Linked DNA regions of Rattus norvegicus: regions 1 and 2 are each linked to region 3. A link is a contact called in public Hi-C data. All regions are on one chromosome and are shown on one strand. Each heading gives the region's core, a stretch centred on a gene start, on an enhancer-like site or on the middle of the called end of the contact. The rest is flanking DNA. Distances are from core to core; before and after follow the strand shown. Region 1 holds the start of Uhrf2 (ubiquitin like with PHD and ring finger domains 2). Region 2 holds the start of Ermp1 (endoplasmic reticulum metallopeptidase 1). Region 3 holds the start of Ranbp6 (RAN binding protein 6).

Evidence for each region. Hi-C and Micro-C count contacts between places; a contact is called where the count stands out from the background.
Region 1: a contact with region 3 is called in a Hi-C map of prefrontal cortex, with 3 times the contacts expected there. The contact joins the promoter of Uhrf2 here to the promoter of Ranbp6 in region 3. A contact is called at or near these places in 2 of 12 Hi-C or Micro-C datasets (mammary epithelial cells and prefrontal cortex) and 1 of 1 datasets of contacts at active chromatin or transcription factors (oligodendrocytes).
Region 2: a contact with region 3 is called in a Hi-C map of mammary epithelial cells, with 2.0 times the contacts expected there. The contact joins the promoter of Ermp1 here to the promoter of Ranbp6 in region 3. A contact is called at or near these places in 3 of 12 Hi-C or Micro-C datasets (the A7r5 cell line, the Rat2 cell line and mammary epithelial cells).

The regions. Positions count from the first base shown.
Region 1 is chr1:237,225,803-237,229,927 of GRCr8, reverse strand. It overlaps Uhrf2 (ubiquitin like with PHD and ring finger domains 2), which reads right to left and starts at 1,453. Exons shown (of 16, transcript NM_001107585.1): 1 at 987-1,453. The coding sequence starts at 1,139.
Region 2 is chr1:236,833,634-236,837,467 of GRCr8, reverse strand. Ermp1 (endoplasmic reticulum metallopeptidase 1) reads left to right here and starts at 1,856. Exons shown (of 15, transcript NM_184050.2): 1 at 1,856-2,192; 2 at 3,822-3,834. The coding sequence starts at 1,873.
Region 3 is chr1:236,988,752-236,992,593 of GRCr8, reverse strand. Ranbp6 (RAN binding protein 6) reads left to right here and starts at 2,143. Exons shown (of 1, transcript NM_001107584.1): 1 at 2,143-3,842. The coding sequence starts at 2,143.

The DNA.
Region 1 (4,125 bases), core at 204-2,703, 240 kb before region 3:
TCTGTGAAGGGAATAAAAATATTCCTTCCAAACCCTTTGTGGCTTATAGGCTACTTCCATCGAATCAGAGAGAACTGCATTTAATTCAAAACTCAGGACTAGGGCCAATCTGTGGTCTATGGACTACAGGATGCCAACTTTTTCAGTGGTCTAAAGACAAAGACAAGAAAAACAATATGGGTCTGGGTGTCTTGTCATAGACTTACTGGACAGGAAAAGCCTTAGCCTCAACAGGCAGGGCCATAGTTAAATTAACGGAGATGCCCAGAAGCACCCTTGTGGCCCCAAAATACTTTCTGGCTTTTTTGAATGACTATGCTGAAGGACTTGAGTTGAAAGCCCGAACTTAGGGAACACACAAAGATGAGAGGTAAAGTCTATAGGGGAAAAATCTGTCCCTAGACTCAACAGACTTAAACCCGACTTCAGGTTATAACCCTCGATCCTTGAATTAAGGTCTAAAATCTTCTACAGAACAAATTTCCTATCTGAGACTGACGACGAGGAAGAAGGGACACGCATTCTGCCACCGTTCGGATCTTCAGTGTGCTCAAATCCTTCTAGGGAGGGAACAGGGTTAAGGTGCCTCACTTTCCATACCGGATCTAAGAGCCTGGGGGCAAGGAAGAGAGGCAAGTCCTCATAGAAGTCGATGCAGCACTGCGAATAAAGCCAGATCGTCCCTCCGGCGACCCGGCATGGCTGCCGGACGGAGCCTGTTGCCTTTCCAGGCTCCGATTCCCCCCAAAGGCGGGAAGAAAGGCCCCCAGGACCCTCGGAGGCTGTGCCTGTGGCCGCTGCCCCGCTACACACCGCGCCCTGCACCCCGCCAGGGCTTCCGATCCGCTAGGCGCATTTGTAGGTGGGGGCCCCACGGCCGGAGGCCGGGGCCCCGCAAGCAGCCCATCCCGAGTGCAGCCCTGGACACCTAGGCTCGTCCCGGGTCGCCGGCTACTCGAGCCCGCGTTTCCCGCGGGGCGCCTCACCTGCTTGCCCCGGTAGAACAGGCGCTGGCACTCGGGCCTTACGTCGAACAGCGCCCACACCCTCTCGCGCAGCTCCTCGATGGTGGCTTTGCGAGAAACGTCCTCGATGGTGCGCGTCTGGGAGCCGTCGATGGTGCGGACCTGGATCCACATCGCGGCACCGGGATAGGGGACCGACCCCCTTTGTCTACCCCTGCGCTCGGGCCGCCGCGCCCCGCCCGGCCCCTGCCGCCTCCTCTGAAGGATCCGGTTCTCTGCGGCGGCTCGGCGAACGCGGGCGAAGACTGACGCTCTAGACCGTTCGACCGCCCACTCTCTCCGAGGTGGAAGGAAACCGGAACCCGCCCGAGTTGCTAGCGCAGCCTGCGCCTCACAAATAGGAAGAAGCCATGTCTCGGCGGCGCGGAGTGTTTACTTATAGAGATGCAGCTCCCACATGGAGGTCACGGCGCCAACCCGGATCTCGCGAGATCCACGCGGGGCTCCGCCCCACGCACGGCCCAGAGCGCTAATATAGGAAAGGGCGGGGCCTCCAGAGCCGTTACTTGGAGGAGGGCGGGGCACGGCAGGCTTGCAGGGTCTCGCTCGCCCTCTGCCCTCGTACGCCACCGCGCAGTCTCTAAGGCCGATGCTCTATGGTCTCAAAACGACACTAACAATAGCCACCCCTGCTGCGCGCTGGCGTGAGCGAGAAATGGGGGCGCAGCCTACATTCCCGAGACTTAACACAAGGATTTGCGCCCGCCACGCGGCCTGGCGGGACCTCTCCCGGGGGGCGTCGGCTTCATGGACACGCTTCCCGCGCGTCCCTCCCTCGGAAAGCCGCTTCCGGGAGGCCCCAGGACAGAGGCCTCGCAGCTACGCTTCCCAACCATGGAGCAGGAACTGGACGTGACGGAGTGGGCCTTGTGCGCTAAGGGCGCCTTTGGCTCTTTAGCAGGGATCCTGGGTTTGCAGAACTATACATCTCCGATCTAAAAGAAGATCCCAGGGCAGAGATATGGCTCCCCACACATGAGGATCATCTAAAAATGGAAAGCTTATGAGAGAAAGCGACGCAAACGCGTATCTTACATTCTCTAATACCCGGAATGTAGATATTGAGCCCAGTACTAATCATTCCCGTGAAGAGGCGCAACTTTGCAACAACCAAATTAGTCAAGATGGCCCGATAGGAAAAATGAAATGTGCTTACATATTGCGTTGTCTTGCTGAATATAGATATTCGCCTGGAGCCTCTAAGTCACCTTGCCTGCTTCCTCATTACATTTGGTAGATGACGGGACAGATACATCTGAGAACATCTAATCTGACCCAGGAAGGGATCAACTACTTGTTAAACAGTTAATGCTAGCTAGCGTCTTAGGATGTTAAAGTATTCGTGGTGTACTGCCAATGGTGTGCCGCAGTCTGAAGCCCGCCTTGAATCTTGGGCTCGAGGGTTGGGATGCGCAAGAATTGTAATTTTTTTTTTTCCCTGTTTAACTGATCTTGAACAAATTGCCTCAATTTCCTCTGGGTAAAATAGTGTACATAAACACTTAGTGAATGTTAGTTTCCTGCCGCTCCCTTAGTAGTACACAGTAAGGTATTTTAGAGCATCATTAAGAAAATTTAGATAAACTGGGAATATTCAATGAAGATTGGGGTGCTTAAGAAAAGACTGGGAGTGTGCATTTTCACAAATCAGAAGACAGTATCAGAGGGAGGTTGACTTAAATAATGAAGGGCAATGTGAGTATTAGCATTCAAAGAAGACTTCTGTGGGCCTCAGGGGGAAACCTGGGCTTTTTGAACTGTGCCTTGATGTGTTTAAGTATTTAGAATGACAGAAAAAGTGTAGATGGGGGCCTTAGGGAAAAGCAAGCCGCCGGAAGGTAAGAGGCTGAAATTTAGCCAAGAGGGAACTGCCTTCCATTTTGGAAAATTTAGAGACAGTGAGAAGAATATATTCTTGAGTGTCGTAGGAAACCGAACTCCTGAAACTTGTAGAATTGGTGAATGTGAAAAGGCAAGACAGAGGAATGAGCTCATTTGAGTGATGTTGCATTTAAAATACATCCCAGATGGAGTTGTCTGATAGCTGAAAATAACGGTCTAAGGGATGGAGGGAGACAGAGGTTCTGGGAAGAGGGCCAGTCTTTTGGCTTGATAGAGATGCCTACATTTTGACCAATGGATAAATAGGTGGTACGGATAGGGAAGAGAATAAGGGGATGTTATATTCAGTGGGAATGTTATAACCTGGAGAGTTGACCTCATCAGCTGAGGGGGTATACGTAAAAATGTATTGAAAATCCTTTAAGAAAAACTAGGTGTTTGTTTTCTACCTATTGATGGTATAAACCTCATCTCTGTTTTGTAGGGCTGATCTGTACAGAGGTACCACAAAGGAAGTTTCTTCTGCTCTCTTAGAGATTTATTAGGAAGAGGGCTCAATGTAAGACTTTGATCTGGTTAAAGGCTCTCATTGTTGTTATTGTCTTTGTTTTTCATTCTTTTTTGCTTATTTGAAAATCTCACGTAGCCCTGACAGTCCACAAACTCATTGTGTCATGCTGGGATTGTACCCAGTGTCTTACTCTGTTTGGAGAGTTCGATTTAAAGTCTATGAGTTATACAATTAGTACTGACTGACAAAACATTAGTGGCTTTGGGAGGCTGCCCTTGTGCTTGCGTTTGCTCGTGTGTATAGGTATCACAGATACTTCTACCTGTCCCTTGCACAAACGTGTTCATATGTGTATGTATAAAAGGTATGCGTGTACACTTGTACGTGAGCGTGTCCATGTGTACTGTGTGTGTGTGTGTGTGTGTGTGTGTGTGTGTGTGTGTGTGTGTGTTTTGACATGTGAATGTCACAGCACTCAGTGGAGGTGGGATGACAACTTGCAGAAGTCAATTCTCTCCTTCCACAATTGGATTCTAGGGATCAAACTCAGTTATAATAGGCTTGGTGGAAAGTGAGTTGACCCAACAAGACATCTTTCCAGACACAAAAGACAGAATTTTTTAAAAATGCATTTCTTGAGGGCTGCGGTTATTCTCAATTACTCATGGACTCATGGGGAAAAAAGCAGTGAGTTGCAAAGGGAATGTGCGTAGTCCAGGCACTCAGGATGTAGTCTGAGAGTGGAGT
Region 2 (3,834 bases), core at 607-3,106, 150 kb after region 3:
CACTTCAGACGTCGCATGCTTGGGGCACAGAACCTTGAATCTAAGAGGCTCATGGAAGCAGCAAGCAGAAACAAGGCTGGTCATTTGCTGGCACGGCTGCTAAAACCGATGCCCAGCTTTTTGCCACTTAGTGTGGTAGTGAAGGAAGACTAAGTTCTCACTTGTTATTTATTTGTTTTGAAGATATTTGAACATTTTTGTTTGTATTATTGCGTGTTACTGATGGGTTGCTTACTGTTACGATGAAACACCGTGGCCAAAGCAACTCTGGGAGGAGAGGGTTTATTCGGCTCCACGGAGGCGATGGGGGTGGGGATATGCTGGGCTGCTCCTCATGACTACTAGTTCAACCTGCTTTTTTATAGAACCCAGAAACAAACAGCTCAGGGATGTCTCCACCCACCAAGGGCTGGGTCCTCCCCCACCAATCACTAATTAGGAAAATACCCTACAGTTAGGTTGTATGGAATCATTTTCTCAATTGAGGTTCCTTCCTTTAAGATAACTCTAGCTCGGGGTTGGGGGTTTAGCTCAGTGGTAAAGCGCTTGCCTAGCAAGCACAAGGCCCTGGGTTTGGTCCCCAGCTCCGAAATAAAGAAAAAAAAAAAAGATAACTCTAGCTTGTGTGTCAAGTTGACATAGGACTAGCCGGCACAAGTGTGGTTCATATGAAGTGTTTGCATGCGTGTTTGTAAGAATCGTGTGTTTGTAAGGGCACATGCCTGTGTGTTTAGGTCAGTAGACACCTTGTGGGAGTTGGTTCTCCCCTTCTATCATGGCACCTGGAATTGAGGTGGTCAGGCTTTGGGGGGGGGGAGAGCTGGGGACAAGCACATTTTACCTTCTGATCCATCTTGCTGGCCCAAGAATGTCTTTTCAGAACCTTTGTTTCTAGTGCCCTGTGCTGTCTTGGGAACTCACTCGTTCTTCGGTTGCTGCCTTTATGCTCTTCAGTATTAAATAGGAACAAAGATATTTCCTTTTCAAAGTTTGTACTTAGCTGCGTGACTCAGTAGCTATTCATTAAATTAAAGGTATTTTTGTCTGTTAAGTGAAGACAGCACTAGCCCTGGTTATTGAGTTCTGTGTCTCTCTTTTTCCTTTCCTTCCTCCTTTTCCCACTCACCTTTTGTAGCCCTGGCTGGCCTGGAACTCGCTATGTAGACCAGGCAGGACTCTAATTTATGTAAATCCAGTTTGTTCCTCCTGAGTGCTGGGATAAAAAAAATGCTTTTATTTATTTATTTATTTATTTATTTATTTATTTATTACTTATTCATTATTTTTTAAAGACAGAATCTTCGTTATGTATTCCACTCTGGGCACAAAATAGGGATCCTCGGGGTTGGGGATTTAGCTCAGTGGTAGAGCGCTTGTCTAGCAAGCACAAGGCCCTGGGTTCGGTCCCCAGCTCTGAAAAAAAGAAAAAAGAAAAAAAAAAGAAGAAAAAAAATAGGGATCCTCCTGTGGCCATCCTTCCTAGTGCCAGGATTACAGCTTTGTTCATCCAGTCCTGGTTGTGAAGTCTTACTTATTGTTTTGGTAGTCAGAATCCTACTTTTCCTACTATTCATCAGCCCAGCGCAGGATAAATGCCTCGTGTGTTCTGTTAAAGCGGCCTTGCATTTTTCTCTTGTTTGGGGCTGCTCATTTCTAGGTTTACGGGTGTTTTCCCCTTTGACAGTCTGCGTGTCAGTCAGCCTGTGCCACCAAAGATTTCAGACTGAAGCACCGGGGAACAGCTAGGCGGACCAGCCAATCAGAAGAAATTTGGCCCTCTGCAGTTTCCGTCCGCTCACTAGGAGGCGCTGCGGAGGCCGCGGTGGCCCGGACTGTCGCGGGCTGGGGCGGTTGGTGGTGGCAGCTGCCGCCATGGAGTGGAGCTCGGAGTCGGCGGCCGTGCGGCGGCACCGCGGCACCGCGGAGCGGCGGGAGGGTCAGGCGGCCGCGTCGCACCCGCAGAGAGAGGCCTCAGCGCAGGAGGATGCGAGGGGCGGCGGGAGGATGCGGGGGAGGACGGAGAGCGGCGGCGAGAGCCGGGGTGCGAAGACCGCGCTGTCCGAGGCGCGCACGGCGCTGGCGCTCGCACTCTACCTGCTCGCTCTGCGGGCGCTCGTGCAGCTGTCGCTGCAGCGGCTGGTGCTGAGCCGGACCTCGGGGCTCCAGGGCGAGTTCGATGCGCGCCAAGCCAGGTACGGTCGATCGGCCGGGCCGCGAGTCCTCCGCGGCCCCAGGCGAGTGAGCCCGGGGTGGGGGAGCGCCGGGTCGGTGAGTCCCGCGCGGGTGAGCTGGGAGCCACTGTGCCCTGGCGAGGGAGTCAGGCCGTGGTATGCAGAGTCCCGGGATCCTTGGGCGCACGTCGGTGGGAAGTGGGATGGTCCCGAGCGTCCTTTTGAGGTCTGAATTGCCGGTACCGGGGACTTGCCAGTCTCCCTCTTTCGCTTTCTCGGGGTGGCCAGATCAATTGAGTCTGCTTTATCATCCACTCTGTTCCTCCTGCAGATGATTGGTTGTTCACACGCTTTAGTCATCCATTCTCTTTTTCTCGAGCAACTTCCACTTTTTAACTTTGGTTAGTTCTCAGCTTTTAAAATGAGGTGGAGAGTGAGGTGTTTGTGCCAGGCTGCATTACCAAGTCTTTCTGGGACGGTGTTGGGAAGGAGTAATGTAGTGTGTGTGCTACCTTTCTAAGCACCACAGCCCTCAAATCTGAAAGCGGAGGAGGGAGACTCGGTACGTCCGCTCAGAATTATGCCTATAATTTCTGAAGGTCTCAGATGAGGTCTGTGGCTCTTCTGTACTACGGATTGTATAGGTTCAACATTTTTTATTTATTTATTTATTTATTTATTTTTCGAGACAAAGTTTTTCAGTGTAGCCCTGACTGGAACTCGCTCTGTAGACCAAGTTGGCCTCTGACTCACAGAAATCCTTCTGCCTCTACCTCTCAGGTGCTGGGATTGAAGGTCTGCACCTCCACTGCTAGCCAAGGGTTCAACATTCTTTTTTTAAAGATGACCTCAGGTGCACTTGGAAATATGAGCTCTTTGATAACTGTAACTTGCATCCTAAATCATGAATCCTAAGCTAGTAGGAAATTTTTAATGACCTATTTTGTTTTAAAATTGCTTCTTTGGATGATTTTACATAGAGGTTTTTGGATGGCACCTTTTGTCTCCCTTCCTGTCCCACCCCTCCCCCACTGGAATAGGGTTAGTTTTGGCCTAAACTGAAGTTATTAGGTTTAGTGTGTACGGTGAGAGGCTTGGGTAAACCTTCAGAAGTTTACCACGCCCACTTGATGGCATCTCATGGTTATACGAATGGTTTCAGCCACTTAGACCCAGTAAGGGACAATCCGTAACCATCGGTAGGAGTCAGGCCGGTGAAGCCCTGTCATCCTGCCTTCAGCAGTCACACCTACTGAATGTAAGCTCTGGTCTTGGTACTGACTTGGTATGGTGTCAAGGGAGAAAAGTTTGAAAGTATTAGTTCCTGGAACCCAGTATAAAATGATGAAGCTTCCAGATCATTTTCTTGAGATGTCTGATTTTTTTTTTAAACACCTTTATAGTTTCAAATCTCAAGAGTTAGAGGTAGGGGGTCTCGGTGAGTTCAAGGCCAGCCTAGTCTGTATAGTGAGAGCCAGGGCAGCTAGAGATCATGCCTCAAGGTGGAGGGGAGGCACAGTGTTTTTTTTTTTTTTTCCCCCAAGAAGTCAGAAGAGCTAAACTTTCTGAAGCACAGTGGAGAGGTGTTCCAAGCTGTGCTGGTGTTAAGTTTTCGGGCATTTGTCATCATCATCCTTTGACTGTTTCCAGGGTTTATCTGGAA
Region 3 (3,842 bases), core at 894-3,393:
GTCCGAACAATCTTTTTCTAAATTATTTTATTTACATTCCAGTCATTGACCCCCACTCAGTCTCCCCTCCCTCGGTTCCTCATCTTATTCCTCCTCCCCTTTACCTCTGAGAGGGTGCTCTCCTCAAGACCTCCCCCTTCCCTGGGGCCTTAAGTCTCTCGAGGATTAACCGCATCCTCTCCCACTGAAGCCAAATCAGGCAAACCTCTGCTACATATGTGCCAGGGGCCTGGGACCAGCCTGTGTATGCTCCTGGTTGGTGACCAACAACTGAACAATCTTACCAGCATTCTCAACTATTCTTTTAAGCTATACAAGCTTATATTTACTTCAATATAATATAGCCAAGCTCCCTGGTGTTCTGTATTTGCACAAGCCTTGGCATTGCCAGTCATTTACATTCCGAACACTGCAGAGGGTCTGTCGCTGGATCTTGCTGTGGCTTTAATAAGCCCTTAGTGTGCTAATGGACGCAGCTGTAGAGAAAGCATTTCTCCAGCGTTCATTAACATTTCCTAAAACTGCAGATGCAAGGGCTTTGCAGCCAAACTTATTCTAGGAGCAGTAAGAAAGGCAGTGAGTCTGGTACAAGATGAGCTGTAGGTAAGACTTTAGAGTCAGAACAATAATTGATTTGTTCCATAACCATAAGGTTTATGTATTCATATAAAAGCTCTCTGTGCTTATTAATTATGGACGCTTGGGTTTCAGTTCTCAGAATTCCAGTACAGTAGTTTGGAAGCTGGTTCTAACATCTGTATTTTAAAACAAACACCCTAAATGGCCTTGAAACAGTCCACAGAATAAGAATCACTGTTCAGAGACTAGCGTCATATTACAAATTAATTTATGAGACCACTTATCTGGTCAGCCAACTTGTTAACATGAAAATTAGCCTTTGTCCATTTTGTGTGTATAAGCAGCAGAAATTCACAAAACCGAAATTCAGATTTCTTGGCAAAGTTTAAGACAGAACACAATAAATAAAGGTCTCTGATGATGTAGCAAAATCTAGAGCAGTTACAGTGGGAAGTTCTTGGTGACAAACGGTGGCCCCACCTTAAGACTAGGTAGAATTTATCTGTTATCTTAGGCAAGGCCTCCACCTCCCTGGCTGTTCATTTCTTGCCTTAGAGTAGTACTTTATCTGCCTCTGTCAGCCTACAGAATTACCTAAGGCTGAAATGAGAGTGACAATGGCTGACAGAAAGGAAGATCTGATCAGACTGTTACACCTTATAATTATGGTTTCAAGTAACACATCTGCCTAAATAAAAGATACATAGCCTCAGGGAATTTGTTCTTAGGATAACCTTTGCTTCTTCCTATTAACCGGTAATTAGGAATCTAGTACTGTCATATTCCAGGTCAGAAACATGTAAGGAAAATCTTGCGTAACAGAAATACAGTTTATACAGAAAACCTGGATTCAAGAAGCTTCATTATTGCTTCAGATCATCTCTCACCTTACTTGTCTTTCCACTCTCTGTTATAACCCACAGAGCAAGAGATTCTGGTGTATGCCTGAGTTTGAACATCACGGGTTCTACTTCTCTGGGTGTGGTAATGGGGAGGAAATCCCTAACCTTTAATTGAGCTTATTTTGCAAACAGCTTTATTATGGCTTGACTCATTATACCCAGTTAACAATTTAAATTGTATAATTCAGTAGTTCTTAGTATAACGGCATGACATTGGGGAAACCATCATCACTATCAACTGCAGAACATTTTTATCATCCCTCAAGAAGAAATCTCGGACAGCAGTTATACTCATTCCTCCTCCTCCCCCATTCCATAGCAAGTGCAAATTACTGTTTGTATAGATGTGCTTATTCGAGATCTTTTATTTAAAAAAATGGCATCATACAGTATGTAGACTTTCAGAGCGAATTTCTTTCCATCTCCTTCCTGCCTCTACAGGCGCACAAGCATCAGGATCGGAGAACAGAAGGGCGATACCCCTAATAGGCACTCAGCTCCCTCTACCCTGCAAAACTCGGACCCCAGCCTTCCAGCTTTAACCCGCCGCAGCGGAGGGAGCAGCGCCCCACCCATCCCCGTCGTCGCCTCACTGACGTCATTGCTCCCAGACGCAGACTCCCTCCCTCCTTCCCGGTCGCGGTAGCTTTGACAGGGCGCGATGGCGGCGGCCGGGTCTGCAGGGTTGCCGGCGACCATATCGGATAAGCAGGAGTTTTACCAGCTTCTGAAGAACCTGATCAATCCAAGCTGTATGGTGCGGAGGCAAGCCGAGGAGGTCTATGAGAATATCCCAGGTCTGTGTAAGACTACATTCCTCTTAGATGCCGTCCGAAATAGAAGAGCAGGTTATGAGGTGAGACAAATGGCTGCCGCACTGCTACGACGGCTTTTGTCCTCTGGGTTTGAGGAGGTCTATCCAAATCTACCTTCTGAAGTGCAGAGGGATGTCAAGATTGAACTGATATTGGCCGTTAAGTTAGAAACACATGCTAGCATGAGGAAAAAGCTTTGTGATATTTTTGCGGTGCTGGCCAGGAATTTGATAGATGAGAATGGCACTAACCATTGGCCAGAAGGTCTGAAATTCCTCATTGATTCGATCCACTCTAAAAATGTGGTTCTGTGGGAAGTTGCACTTCACGTTTTCTGGCACTTTCCTGGGATTTTTGGGAACCAAGATCGTCACGACTTGGATATCATCAAGAGGTTGTTGGACCAGTGTATTCAAGATCAAGAGCATCCAGCCATCAGGACATTATCTGCTAGAGCTGCGGCTGCGTTTGTCCTTGCTAATGAAAACAATATTGCTCTTTTCAAAGACTTTGCAGATTTGCTTCCTGGAATCTTACAGGCTGTGAATGATTCCTGCTACCAGGATGATGATTCCGTGCTAGAATCCCTTGTTGAGATTGCAGATACTGTACCTAAGTACTTGGGTCCCTATTTAGAAGATACTCTGCAGTTGAGCCTGAAGTTATGTGGAGACTCTAGGCTTAGCAATCTGCAACGCCAGCTGGCTTTGGAAGTAATAGTGACCTTATCGGAAACTGCGACTCCGATGTTGAAAAAGCATACGAATATTATCGCACAGGCTGTGCCTCATATATTAGCAATGATGGTTGATCTTCAAGATGACGATGACTGGGTAAATGCTGATGAAATGGAAGAAGATGATTTTGACAGCAACGCCGTTGCTGCTGAGAGCGCCCTAGACAGACTGGCTTGTGGACTTGGTGGAAAAGTAGTTTTGCCGATGACCAAGGAGCATATCATGCAAATGCTTCAGAGCCATGACTGGAAATGTCGACATGCCGGATTAATGGCCTTATCAGCCATCGGAGAAGGTTGCCATCAGCAAATGGAACCAATTCTAGATGAAACGGTTAACTCGGTTTTGCTTTTTCTTCAGGATCCTCATCCAAGGGTAAGGGCTGCTGCCTGTACTACACTTGGACAGATGGCTACAGATTTTGCACCTAGTTTCCAAAAGAAATTCCATGAAATAGTGATTACAGCTTTGTTGCGAACCATGGAAAACCAAGGTAATCAGCGTGTGCAATCTCAGGCCGCTTCTGCTCTTGTTATTTTTATTGAAGACTGCCCCAAATCATTGCTAATCCTATATTTGGAAAATATGGTAAAAAGTCTCCAATCCATCTTGGTAATTAAACTTCAAGAGCTGATTCGGAATGGAACCAAGTTGGCCTTAGAACAACTCGTGACAACCATTGCCTCGGTGGCAGATGTAATAGAAGAAAACTTTATTCCATATTATGATATATTTATGCCCTCACTCAAACACGTTGTTGAGCTCGCTGTTCAAAAGGAACTTAAGCTTCTTCGAGGAAAAACTATTGA